Linked DNA regions of Mus musculus: region 1 is linked to region 2. Evidence: chromatin contacts called from public promoter capture Hi-C data. All regions are on one chromosome and are shown on one strand. Each heading gives the region's core, a stretch centred on a gene start, on an enhancer-like site or on the middle of the called end of the contact. The rest is flanking DNA. Distances are from core to core; before and after follow the strand shown. Region 1 holds the start of Ascl4 (achaete-scute family bHLH transcription factor 4). Region 2 has its middle 36 kb from the start of Cry1.

Region 1 (5,955 bases), core at 2,428-4,927, 710 kb before region 2:
AATCTCTTTCACCTCATTTTTAAAAAAATATTTATTTTTATTTTATATGAATGCTTTGCTGGTATTATATAAAGCCACCATTTGTGTCCAGTGTCTATGAAATCCTTAAGGGGACATCCAATCTCCTAAAACTAGAGTTACTGATGGTTGTGATCTACCATGGGGGTGCTGGGGACCAAACCCAGGTCCTCTGAAAGAGCAGCATGCACTCTTAACTACCAAACCATCTCCCCAGCCCCCTGCTTCTTAAAATAAAAAGGGGGTTGGTTTGTTTTTAGACGGAGTTTCTGTCTTTCTTTCTTTCTTTTTTTTTTTTTTTTTTTTTTTTGATTTTTGTTTTTCGAGACAGGGTTTCTCTGTGTAGCCCTGGCTGTCCTGGAACTCACTTCGTAGACCAGGCTGGCCTCGAACTCAGAAATCCGCCTGCCTCTGCCTCCTGAGTGCTAGGATTAAAGGTGTGTGCCACCAGGCCCATCTGGACAGAGTTTCATCACGTGGAACTGGCTATGTAGACCTCTCTGGCCTTGCATTTAGCAAGATCCTCCTGCCTCTATTCCCCACGTGCTGGGACTAAAGGTGGGCACCACCATGCTCAGCTCAAGAGAAAGGATACACTCTGTTTTAAATTTTAAGCAAAATGCATGTGTAACACCCAGGCCACAAATATTTGAGAATCAAACAAGACAGAATTGAAAGATTAACAGCGTTCTAATAAGGAAAAGATAGGCGCTGAATCACGAGGCAGGCAGGAAGGGGCCTTGTGAGGAGATGGCGCCTAGAGAGTGCTCACCAAAGTCCGTGCTCCTCCACTCCATCCCTCTCAAGCCAAGCTTCCTCTAAAGAAAGGGAATTCACGAGATTAGAAGGTGAGTATGGCTGGGGCATAGCCCAGTGGGAGGGCACTTACCTAGCATGTATTAAGCCTGTGGTTCAATTGCCACCACCACAGAAGGGGTAGATGGGTGGGGTCAGGAGCTTTAGAAATCAGTTTACAGCCGGGGGCGTGGTGGTGCACGCCTTTAATCCCAGCACTCGGGAGGCAGAGGCAGGCGGGTTTCTGAGTTCGAGGCCAGCCTGGTCTACAAAGTGAGTTCCAGGACAGTCAGGGCTACACAGAGAAACCCTGACTCGAAAAACCAAAAAAAAAAAAAAAAAAAAAGAAAAAAAAGAAAGAAATCAGTTTACCGTCAGATGTCAACAAGCATCTAGTGGTTTTACAGAATTCATAACTGTTTTGGTGAGGTAGAAGGAATGACCATAGTTAAATATTCAACACGCTAGAAAGCTTTCAAAGACAAATGGCTCGGACATGTAGCAAGTTCAACCCAACCCCATCGTCCATAGCTCTCTCCATTCAGCTCAAATGCCAAAAGGCACCGTGCATATTTGCTTTCCATTTGTCAAGTCAGTGTCAAACACCAAAAGGCACTAAGCATACTTGCTTTTTTATTTTTTCCAAGCAAAGGTTAGACGGGATGAGAACTGTACAGGGGAACACATAGACAAAAGGGCAAGAGAAACAGTGGGCAGAAACCGGGAGAGAAGATGGCCATTCAGAGCTCCTCCAAAAAGATCATTAACTTCGCGGCACTTTATTAGCTGCTAAAGTTTCCGATCTACCTCTTGCGGACGAAGCAAGATAGGTCAAGCATTGTCCTTTTTAGCACAGCGACGTTCAGGTCCAGCAGATGCTCCACAAATGTCTTATGGAGTGTCCTACCCTCAGTGAGGTGTTGAGATTTCCAGTGCATTTCCCAATTGGAAGGAATGAGTGAGAATGTTCCTCTCGCGTGAAGGACTGTCTCGTGTGTGTGTGTGTGTGTGTGTGTGTGTGTGTGTGTTTCTTCTCTGGCTAAGGTTTCTTAAAGTCCTTTGTGTTTTTAAAATCACCGCATAGATTTGAGATGGCCCTTCTGTGCTTCAAAAATACGAGAATTGAGTTTCCTTAAGCATTTTTAAGCTGCAAACTCGGAACCAATGAAGGTGAAAGGGGACAAAAAAAAAAAAAAAAAAAAAAAACCAAACTCTCTAAACATTCAATTACCTTTCTTTCCTAGATCCAGAAGCACTTAGTTGTTTTCTGGTTTTTGGTTTTGTTTTAAAGATCTAGGCCCGGAGAAGCAACCATGAAAGCCCAGTGGGCTAGGATGCTGCTAGCTACGCTCCTCAGACTCGCTGCAGGGCGAGGCTCCGGAGGATGCTTTGGACTCGCCATCGCTGTTGCAGTCCGGCCGGTGGCGCTCCAGCAGCTCCTGCAGTTGCTTGATGTAGCTGATGGCGGCGCGCAGCGTCTCCACCTTGCTGAGCCGCTGGCCCGCCAGCTCGCGCGGCAGGTGCTGGCGGAGGCGCGCGTAGCCCTCGTTCACACAGCGCACGCGCTGCCGCTCGCGCTCGTTGCGTTGGCGCAAAAAGGCGGGCTCGGCGACGCCCCCAAGCGGCAGGGACGAGTACGGCCGTCTCCGCGCGCAGTCCGCGGCATCCTGGCGCACCGAGACCCTGCAGGGCTCCCTCCCGGGCAGCGCGCCCAGCGGCGCTGTACGTAGCGCGGACGGCAGGGCAAGCAGTCCGGCCGATCTGCGTTTTTCCATTCTCTGCGAAAAAGCACGCAGATGACTCTCTCACCTTGAAGACGAGACTGGAAGCTGTCGTAGCGGAGATTCTGGTCCATCCAGACTTCCCGGTCTGTCTCTGGAGAAGTTTCTAGGTCCAGAAGTTAGGTACCTGAGCACACTTGGAGTGAACTTTGCATGATTTCCGAAGCAGGTTGCTCTTCTTGGGTCTTTATAAAGCTTCAGAGAAGAAGGGGCAAAGATAGAGGGCTCGCCTCATCAACGCTTGTATCCATGTGCTTCCTCTGATCTTAGTTTAAGAGTTAACATAGGGTTCCCAGCCTGGATAGACGGTCGCACTCTAAGCAGATTGATCTTTCAAAGCTGCCCAATTGTTGTAATTCACTCCTTGGGTCAGCAAGTGTGGCTATCCGGGAGCCCGAACTTGTTCAGGAATTGAGCAGAGAGCCTCCCCAGGCACTGGCTGATCGGCTGGCCAACAGAGCGAAAGTTTACTCCGGCGTTCTCCTTGAAAATCCAAACTTGACTGCCCTTTGTGGTTTCCGGCGTTCAGGTCTGATGGAAAGAGCTTTCAGAGTGTTTGCAAACATACCTCTCTGCTCTTTCATTTCTGGGGAGGTGGAGAAGAAGCGCTCATCAAAGGGAAGACTGCTCTCTTGTGGTTAGACGATGTGTCAAGTCCTCCTTGGACCTCCGGGGAAGCCCGAGGTTTTCTTCTGCGAAATAGAATCTTTAAAAACCAAATTAGACACTTTTCAAAGGAATCAAGAACAAAATATATGTACTTTAGCATCGAATGTAAGGATCCGCACATTGTGTTCTAAGGTATGTTTAACGCGGGGCCCTTTGTGCTTCTGCTGCTCTGTAAAAACACATCAAAAGCCCGAACAGTAACAAACACTTTTAGCCAGTTATTTCTCGGAGTGCTTACTGTAAACACACCTTTAGTCCTGCCTCCCAACCTCTTCTAATCCCACTCAGGATATAACAATATCTTCCCATAGCACGAAGTATTTTCCTATTGTACTCATCATTAAGTTTATTTCCTCCCCAGAGGACTGGAAAACAACATTTGAAAAGAAGAGAGCCCCAATCCCAAGGAGAAAGGATTTGGCTTTGAAGGCTTGTCTTTTTAACACTCAGGGCCCCGCCCCCCCCTCCCCCCCCCCCCCCCCCGCACCACCACCACACACACAAATGAATAATTAATCCATCTGTGCTGGTAAAGGGCTTTGAAGATGAAAGTGTCATTAAAAATCCAACTATACTGGTTAATGTCAAAGAGTGTTATCGCATGGAAAAATCAGATTTCCTGCAAACCAACACATTAAAGGCATCTTCTACTTGAAAAGTCCAACTTAAAAACGAGAGGCAAAACCCCCTGAATTTACAACCAGACTTGACTCTTTTCTGGAAGCTAGGGTGTTGCCCTAACATGTTGGGTTTTTTTTTTCTTTTTTCTTTTTTTTAAAGGAGCCCTCTGCTTCTATATTTACTAAAGTTTACAGTCTAACTGATCAGCCTGAAGCAATTGGAAATTTGCATCGAGGCAAATGAAATAGAAATAATTATTCCTTTTCGGTATCAGTTGTCCCATGTTAGATGTAGCTCCCTATGGGCTTATACTGGCAAACAACTCCCTGTGGCACCATGAGTTCTTACGTCATCACTTTTGCACTAGTTGAGAAAGCATTCCTATTCGCCAGGGTAGACTCCCAGACCATGAGTTCCTTCATAGGGCCAGGTCAAAGATTTTGAACTTCCTTGCTAAGAGTGACAAGAGAAAATGAGATAATTGAAAACGAACATGACATAGATCTGTTTTTATTTCCCAGATTGACAACAAATAAAAAAGCCTGCAAGTGGGGGTTGGGGGAAGAGGAAAAAAAAAAAAGAAAAAGCTTGCAAGTCAGGTGTGGGGGTGCACACCCTTTTATTCTAGCCCTGGAGAGACAGAGGCAGGCCAGCCTGGTTAACATAACAAGTTCTAAGCCAGTCAGGATTGTTTTTTATATTAAAATAAAATAAAATAAAATAAAATAAAATAAAATAAAAGCAGATAAAGGCTGACTAACAACTGCCCGTGTTGAGGACTTGTAGGAGGGTGGAAGCATAAATCACTCAAGTGTTTGGGGAAGGAATGATTATAATTCACAGCATATTTATTATGCCACCGCCTTTGATCCACAGAAAGAAATGCATCACTACAGGTTTATACGTAACTACAGACACACACCAAGCACAGCATTTGTAGTGAGTTAAAAAGGAGACCAGGGGTGTGCCTGGGGCTGCTTACCTATACAATCCCAGCTCTGTTGGGCTGCTTACCTATACAATCCCAGCTCTGTTGGGCTGCTTACCTATACAATCCCAGCTCTGTTGGGAGCCTTGGCAGGATGGCTGCAAGTTCAAGGCCTGCATAATGCTACCTGTAGATGTGCATTCCGGGCTGACCATGAGGTGTTGGATAACCAGTTGGTGTGCTTTTCTCTGGGGGAAGATTATGTCTCATCCTTAGTAGCCTGTAGTTCCCTGGGGAGGGCTGGGGCTTCAGGGGCTTTCCCTGTCCACAGTAGTGTGTCTATTGCTGTTGCTTTCCCCTATAGACACAGTAGTGTGTCTATTGCTGTTGCTTTCCCCTATAGACACAGTAGTGTGTCTATTGCTGTTGCTTTCCCCTATAGACACAGTAGTGTGTCTATTGCTGTTTGCCCTTGTTCTGCTCGTACTTAGACAGCTGTGTTAGCGAGTCTGACTTATGTGTTGAAGAATATATATGTTTATAATATCCATATATGTATGTTTCAACAATTAATAAAAAAAAAGAGACCATAAATTTGAAAAAGTTTGAGGAGGAGGTATATATGGGAAGGTTTGGAGGGAGGGAAGGAAAGGGGGAATTGGTGTGACTATATTATAATCTCAAGAAAAATATAAAAGAAATAACTGCAATTTCAAAAGTAAAATAAATCTTAAAAAGAAAAGAATGTTCAAGGCCTGCCTGGGCTGCAGAGTGAGTCAAAGCCAGAGAGGGCAGCCTGTGAGACTGTGTCCCAAAGCCAGTCAAGGTGGCCTGTGAGACTGTCCCAAAGTCAGTCAGGGCGGCCTGTGAGACTGTGTCTAAAAAGACAAAATAAAAAGAGGATGGTGCGCCGGGCGTGGTGGCACACACCTTTATCCCAGCACTTGGGAGGCAGAGGCAGGCAGATTTCTGAGTATGAGGTCAGCCTGGTCTACAAAGTGAGTTCCAGGACAGCCAGGGCTATACAGAGAATCCCTGTCTCGAAAAAAATAAATAAATAAAAATAAAAATAAAAAGAGGATGGTGTATGGTGGTGGTGCACACCTTTGATACCAGCACCCAGGAAGCAGAGGCAGGTGGATA
Region 2 (6,225 bases), core at 1,562-4,061:
AATCTCTAATACTCTGTTTTTCTCTCGAGGCAAGCATAATGTGGTAAGACCTCTTGAAGAATGTTCTAGAGACCTAGAAATGGCACATCAACCTTTTTGTTTCTCTCTCTATTCTGGGGGGAATAGAGGATGCTTCATGGGTGTAGCCTTAGATTTCAGGATCTTTGGTAAAAGGACACTGCTTACTTACTATAACTAAAGGGAAGCATCTTGGTAGAAGAACCACAGGAAGACAAAATGCCCACAGTACACTACGATATGACTAGGAAGAAGACAGAACAAGCCTCCATTTATCCCAGTCCTCTGAGGCCCTAGAGTGGTACACAAGACTTTGGAAAAAGCTGAGGTACCAACATAAACATAAACAGTTGAGCAGGCATTCTAAGGGCCTCTAGGCCAGGTTAACCAGGGGGCGTGGTCCTAAAGGATGAAAACTGAGAGTGGCCATCCACATAGAAAAGACTACACGGTGCTTGCAAGGAGATTGCCACTATCATTAGATAGAATCGGGCTGAGCCGAAGGGAAGAGATGAGGCATGTGCCCAGGATCCCTGGAATAAAAAATAGGTTGTCTCAGGGTCATCTCTGGCCCTCCACTCCAACCTCACTGGGGCTACAGAGAAAGTCATCTGTGTGGGACCAAGAACAGAACTGTCAATCAAGTCTGACAATGGGGTCATGGAAAGGAACAGTCATGTACACTTTGAAACAAGAGTATCCACATCACCTAGGCAACTAGAAAGTTATTAAATCTACCCAAGAAGTCACTGAAGGAGCCCTTCCCAGGGGGAAAGGAATATGACATAGCATAGTTGGAAGCATCGAATGAGAAAAATAAAACTTCAGAATGGTATCACATTGAAAAGAACTGGATCCATCCCATATACCTTATCACAGATTTGAGCTTCAAAACAGGTCTGTGGAGCTTCTGTATGGCAAAGACATCATCATTTGGACAAAAAGCAGCAAGTTATGGAATGGGTAAAGTTTTTACTAACTAAGCATAGGATTGAGGGCCAATATCTAAAATATATAAAGAACTAAAAAAATGGATATCAAGAAAGCAAACAGTCCAATTTAAAAATGGGGTATAGATCTAAACAGAGGATTCTCAAAAGAGGAAATTCGAATGACTGGGAATCACTTAAAGAAATATTCAATATCCTTAGTTATCAGAGAAGTGTTAAAACAATCTACCTTGGGATCTCATCTTACACCAGTCAGCATGGCCATCAACAATAAAGCAAATGGCAGCTTATGTTGTCAAGGATGTGGAAGAAATCCATTCGTTGCTGGTGGAAGTGTGAAGTTGAACAGGCCTTATGAAAATCAGTATGGCAGTTTTCAGGAAGCTGGGAATAGGTCCACCTCAAGATCCCAGCTTGTCACTCTTGGGCATATACCCAAAGAATGCTTCATTCTACAACAGAGACACATGTTCAGCCATGTGTAGTGCTGCTCTATTTATCATAGCCCAAAACTGGAAACAGCCCAGATGCCCCTCAACAGAATAATGGATAAAGAAAATGTGGTAAATTTACACAATGGAGTATTACTCAGCCATTAAAAAAAATGAAATCTTGAAATTCACAGGTAAATGGATAGAACTAGAAAATTATCATCCTGAGTGAGGTAACCCAGACCCAGGAAGATAAATATGGCTTGTAGTTGGTTATATGTAACTGTTAGCTATTAAGTCTTCCGTAAGCAAGTGATGGTTCATATAACCACAGAGGATGGAGATAAAGTCATGGAAAGGGGATGGATGGATTAATCTCCCTAGGAAAGGAGAGACAGAAACATCTGGGACTTGATTGCTGGCATCCAGGCAGAATGAAAGAGTCTGAAACGTGACATGCTTGACATGAGCCTCCCTCGGCAGAAGCATTGGTACAGGTGGGGACACACATGTGCATACACAGGCACACATACACTCACACATACGTGAACACACATGCACACTCATAAGCACGCGTGCACACACTCATGCACACACTCGCGCATGTGCACGCACACAAGTAGTATCTAGTAGTCTCCCTACTGTTTCTAAATTCAGAGTTTCCTCATCACTAGGTGGCCCTCTCAATGAGCCTCTCTCTGACCCAGTTGCTGCTGTTCTGAACACTGTAGCTCTCTTTGCTTTGCTGCTGTTGGGTTTTCTCCCTGGTAATCATCATTCACGTGCTAAATGCTTGGCTTACTTATTTTCTCCTTCCTTTATAAGAGCCAGAGTCTGCTTTGTTCATTTCCATGCCCTTCCCTCCTGGAGTGCTTCCAAGCACACGGGAATCCACGATACAGGGTTTATATACAAGCAAGTGTGGCTGATCAGGGAAATGGCAGTTTGGCAGAAATGAAACCTAAGACAGACTCACTAGCTAACATTTGTCATCTGTTCTGCTAGGAGGACACGACTAGAAGAGCAGAGGAAAAAGAAAATCAGAGGAAAACAGTCCGTTTTAAAACAAGCCGTTCTGTCCCCACACGTGGCTGCCATCATTTCCTCCTCCATAAGCTCCTAACATCGTACCCAAAAGCTGGGAGGCACGCAACCTGAAGCAAGGAGATAGGCAGTCTGGATTCTCCATTTCAGTCTCAGCATCCTCATTTAACACGACGAAATAGCTAATACATTCTGTGATTCGGGAATCAGAGGCTGCAAGCTAAGGTCTTACATAACAGGTGTGGCCTCACTTCCCTACCCCACAGTTCTAAAAGAAATGTTATTGTGGGTACCGATCTGCGCGAATAACGCTGCAGAGATGGACAGTCAGGGCAGGGAACCTGAGACTCTCCAAGGAGGCGAGCAAAGCCTTTGCCTTCAAAAAGAGACAGGAGAGGAGTGCAGTTTTGCTTTCAAGCCCCAAGGTGTTGGCCTTTGCCGTAAGGTAATCTCTTTCTTAGAGCGCCACCTACTGGTGCAGGGTTTTGCAGCAACGCCTAGCCTCGGCTTGTACAAGCACCTGTTCTCGACCAACCTCAGTGTGTTTTAGAAAAGAGTCTTACATGATACTTCAAAACAAGATCTCTCTCATGAATGAGGTTTCTATTGTAGCTTTACCATTAAAAAATAGGAAGAAGCGCTTTCTGGGCCTTAGTTTTTATAAGAAACAACAGGTCTTTTGCTGAAAATCTGTCTTCTGCTTTACAAAGCTTCCTTGACTTGGTAAGGCAAGCATATTCTTGAAGGGTCATGTGTGCTAGCCAAAATTAAATAGGGAGATTTACATTTTAATTGCAGCGAGGGACATCCCGCTTTAAGGAATCCCAAGGGTAATTGAACATTTTTCTAAAGTCAAACAAGCTCTCCAGTTGTGTTTGCTTTGAAACTCAGCCTCACCTTTAATTTGCTCCAAATTCAGGTCCACCTGTTCTCATAGCACGGGTTCTGGTCAGTTTTAAACGACAGCGTTTCACTCACACCCTCTTTAAAAAGCAAGCCAAATAGACTCCAAGCCCATTCCGAGCTGGCAGCGAAGCCCATGGAAGAGATTGTTTATGAGATGTTTTGCCTGCCTGGATCTGGGGGGTTAAGGAAGGAAACAGCCCACACGGGCTCCACGCTCTTGTCTTGCCCAACCATCCCTGGCTTGCCACATGATGTCCTCAGCAGCTACCCCTCCAGGGTGCTAAAATTACTGTTTTGATTCCCTGGTGCTGCCAGTTTATCCCCCAAATTAATCGAAGAATTTTGTGTGAAACACACATAAGGAGGTTAGTAACGAAGAGGGGAGGGGCCTAAGTAAAAAGGATTACACCTGACTCCACTGTGACCCAGGCAGGGAAAAGGCATTCGAAGAGACTGAGATCCTGGTAACAATGTTACTCATATCACGCAAGATCATTTAAGGCCAGCAGCCTTAAAAGATGCTATTAGATACTCTTTTCCAAGAAAAGATGGCTCTGGGGAATTCCAATGATCTTAAGTGTATGAGTTTGCATTGTGAGTAAATCAGAGAGAACTGAATTTAAATCTCAGCTCTACATCACTATCCTTTAAGATGCAAGGGAAATTATTTGTCCTCTGTTGCTCCGTCTTCGCAATCATAAGATGGGAAAATAAGAACACTTTCCTGGGTAAGCCGTCAGGACGGAGGAAGCAGCAAGAGTTCTTGGGAGGCCTCCAACGTGGTGATAGCTATTAACAATAATGACCCAAATGTCAGATTCTTCAGTCAACACTGACAAGGACATTCAAAGGCCAGAATGACATAGTAGAAACGGCACTGAGTTAGACTGGGAGACTGACAGCTTTGTCCACCAATGCAAAAAGACCATACCCTTACCACAAAGGGAATAAGACATGGCCATTATGAACCAAGTATGAGTGACCACAGTTCAGGAACACAGACTCAGGCTACCCCCCAGATGCCATATTCTACTGTGGAAGTGGTCACATGAGACTGTATTTGTTACAGAACAAAGGACGTCATAAACCAAGGAATTTAACAGACGTGGTGGTAGGGACCATAGGTAGGTGGGTTAGAGCAAAGCAGAGAAATATCTTCTAAAGGCCTTAGATGCTACCCAGTGGCATCTGTTAGTACATCCTAAGGACTTATCTAGCAGTCACAAAAGGTGTTGGATCACACAAAGAGGTGGACAATGGATGCTTCTTTAGAGCTCTAAGACGGATCACAATAATTTTGGCTCTGGACTTGCAACATTCCAACTCTTCACAATGACTCCATCAGACTTATAGAACGTTTAACACAGGTGCAGCATTTTTTTTTTCTGGGAACATCACATGCCCCAGCTCTGTTTGAAATTGTCTGTGACTCACAGCCAGTCCATTGGTTCCCTCTGGTCCTCATTCTCCTCATTTCCTAGATAAAATCACAATGGTAGCCAGAGATCTGTGGCTTTTATAAATGAAGATGAAGGGGTTGGTGCAATGCATCCGTGATTGACAGCAATCAATGCAGAGGACTCAGGTTCCATTCCCAGAATCCATGTGGCAACTCATAACTGTTTGTAACTCCAGTGCCCACCTCTGGTCTCCGCAGGCACCAAGCACGCATGTGCTATAATACATATGCAGGCAAGCACTCCTACACACACAGGAATTGTTTGAAGTGGCTTCCCAGCTCTGAGCACTAGAAATACAGCAATGATTACTCCTCAGAACTCAAGAAAAGCATTTCGATCTAAACTCCACTGTATTTTCCCCTTCCATTTGCAGTGTCATAAATATGTGCATGTTTTAAAGAAGGCCCTCTTGTAAATTGTTACTAAAGGCTTGGTTGGAAATGAGATCGGGGACAGAGTGTGAACACTGTCAGCCCCATGGAGGGGCCCTTTGGGCTCTGTCACATCCTCTCTCTATGGAGCTGGGAGAGCTCAAGTTTGGTGCACATTGGCTTTCCCTATGGAGCAATTTCTTGGATGGAATTCAGGCAAAAGGAGGAGCTGTGAAGGAAATGAGCAAATATCCCCCAAGGATCCGGTTTTAATCACCACCATGTTCCTCTCCTGTGGGAAGCCGTTGCAGAGTGGCAGTTGCAGAGTGGCAGTTGGCTACTGCTGGCCACCACACATACATAGACAGTGAAGGTTCTTTTGCCAAGATGAGAGACAAGTTAACCAATCAGATGTGAGACACACCTCTCCTAGGCCTATATAAGCAGTACCAGTTCTGGGCTCGGGGTCTTTTCGCCTCTACAATCAAGCTCTCCCAATAAACGTGTGCAGAAGGATCCTGTTGCAGCGTAGTTCTTCCTGGCCAGTCGAGCGCGCGCAAGACTCTCGAACTGCTAAAAATGACACGTAGGGAAGTGACCTTGTAATGAAGTCAGAACAGCAATGAGAGGTCAACCTAGAACGGAAGTGACTTCTAGAAAGGAGACTTATGACTTGTTTGATGGCAATAGCTTTTATTGACTCCTTGGCTTCGTTGATGGGGGATAGGTACATCACCAAGAACTGCACAGTAGAAATTTGTTTTCCAGAAACGTTAGCGTAGTCTCACTAACAAGTAAATGTGAGGGCCTGTCCCTTTAAGAACATTATAAAGCCCAGCTGTAGACATCATATATTAACCCTTCACAAGTGAAGTATTACGAGACAGGAATTTCCAATGGAATCTAATTATGCCTTTCCCACTTAACCTGCCCGACTGGCAGTGTCCAGGAGAATTGCTTAGGCCTGAGAAGGACTCTCCAGGTTCTTTGGTGAATCAGCAGCACACACTTTCAAACAAAACTAAAGTTGCACATAGGGAAAGTC

Evidence for each region. Promoter capture Hi-C pulls out the DNA fragments that hold promoters and counts their contacts.
Region 1: a promoter capture Hi-C map of hippocampal neurons shows a contact between it and region 2, with 4 times the contacts expected there. The contact joins the promoter of Ascl4 here to the enhancer-like site in region 2. A contact is called at or near these places in 9 of 39 promoter capture datasets (the HPC-7 cell line, cranial neural crest, embryonic stem cells and 6 more), 2 of 484 Hi-C or Micro-C datasets (both in cortical neurons), 6 of 115 datasets of contacts at active chromatin or transcription factors (astrocytes, bone marrow-derived macrophages, embryonic basal ganglia and 3 more) and 1 of 9 other capture datasets (embryonic stem cells).

Annotation. Positions count from the first base shown.
Region 1 is chr10:85,925,124-85,931,078 of GRCm38.p6, reverse strand. It overlaps Ascl4 (achaete-scute family bHLH transcription factor 4), which reads right to left and starts at 3,677. Exons shown (of 1, transcript NM_001163614.2): 1 at 1,430-3,677. The coding sequence starts at 2,588. The coding sequence ends at 2,154.
Region 2 is chr10:85,217,782-85,224,006 of GRCm38.p6, reverse strand. No RefSeq gene overlaps it. Among named protein-coding and RNA genes, the nearest start is that of Cry1, 36 kb to the right of the region's middle. Within about 2 kb of position 2,811, at least 21 of the 459 cell types and tissues checked have an H3K27ac peak or open chromatin away from gene starts, as enhancers often do. A contact at or near this core is called in cortical neurons and hippocampal neurons, where this site is marked.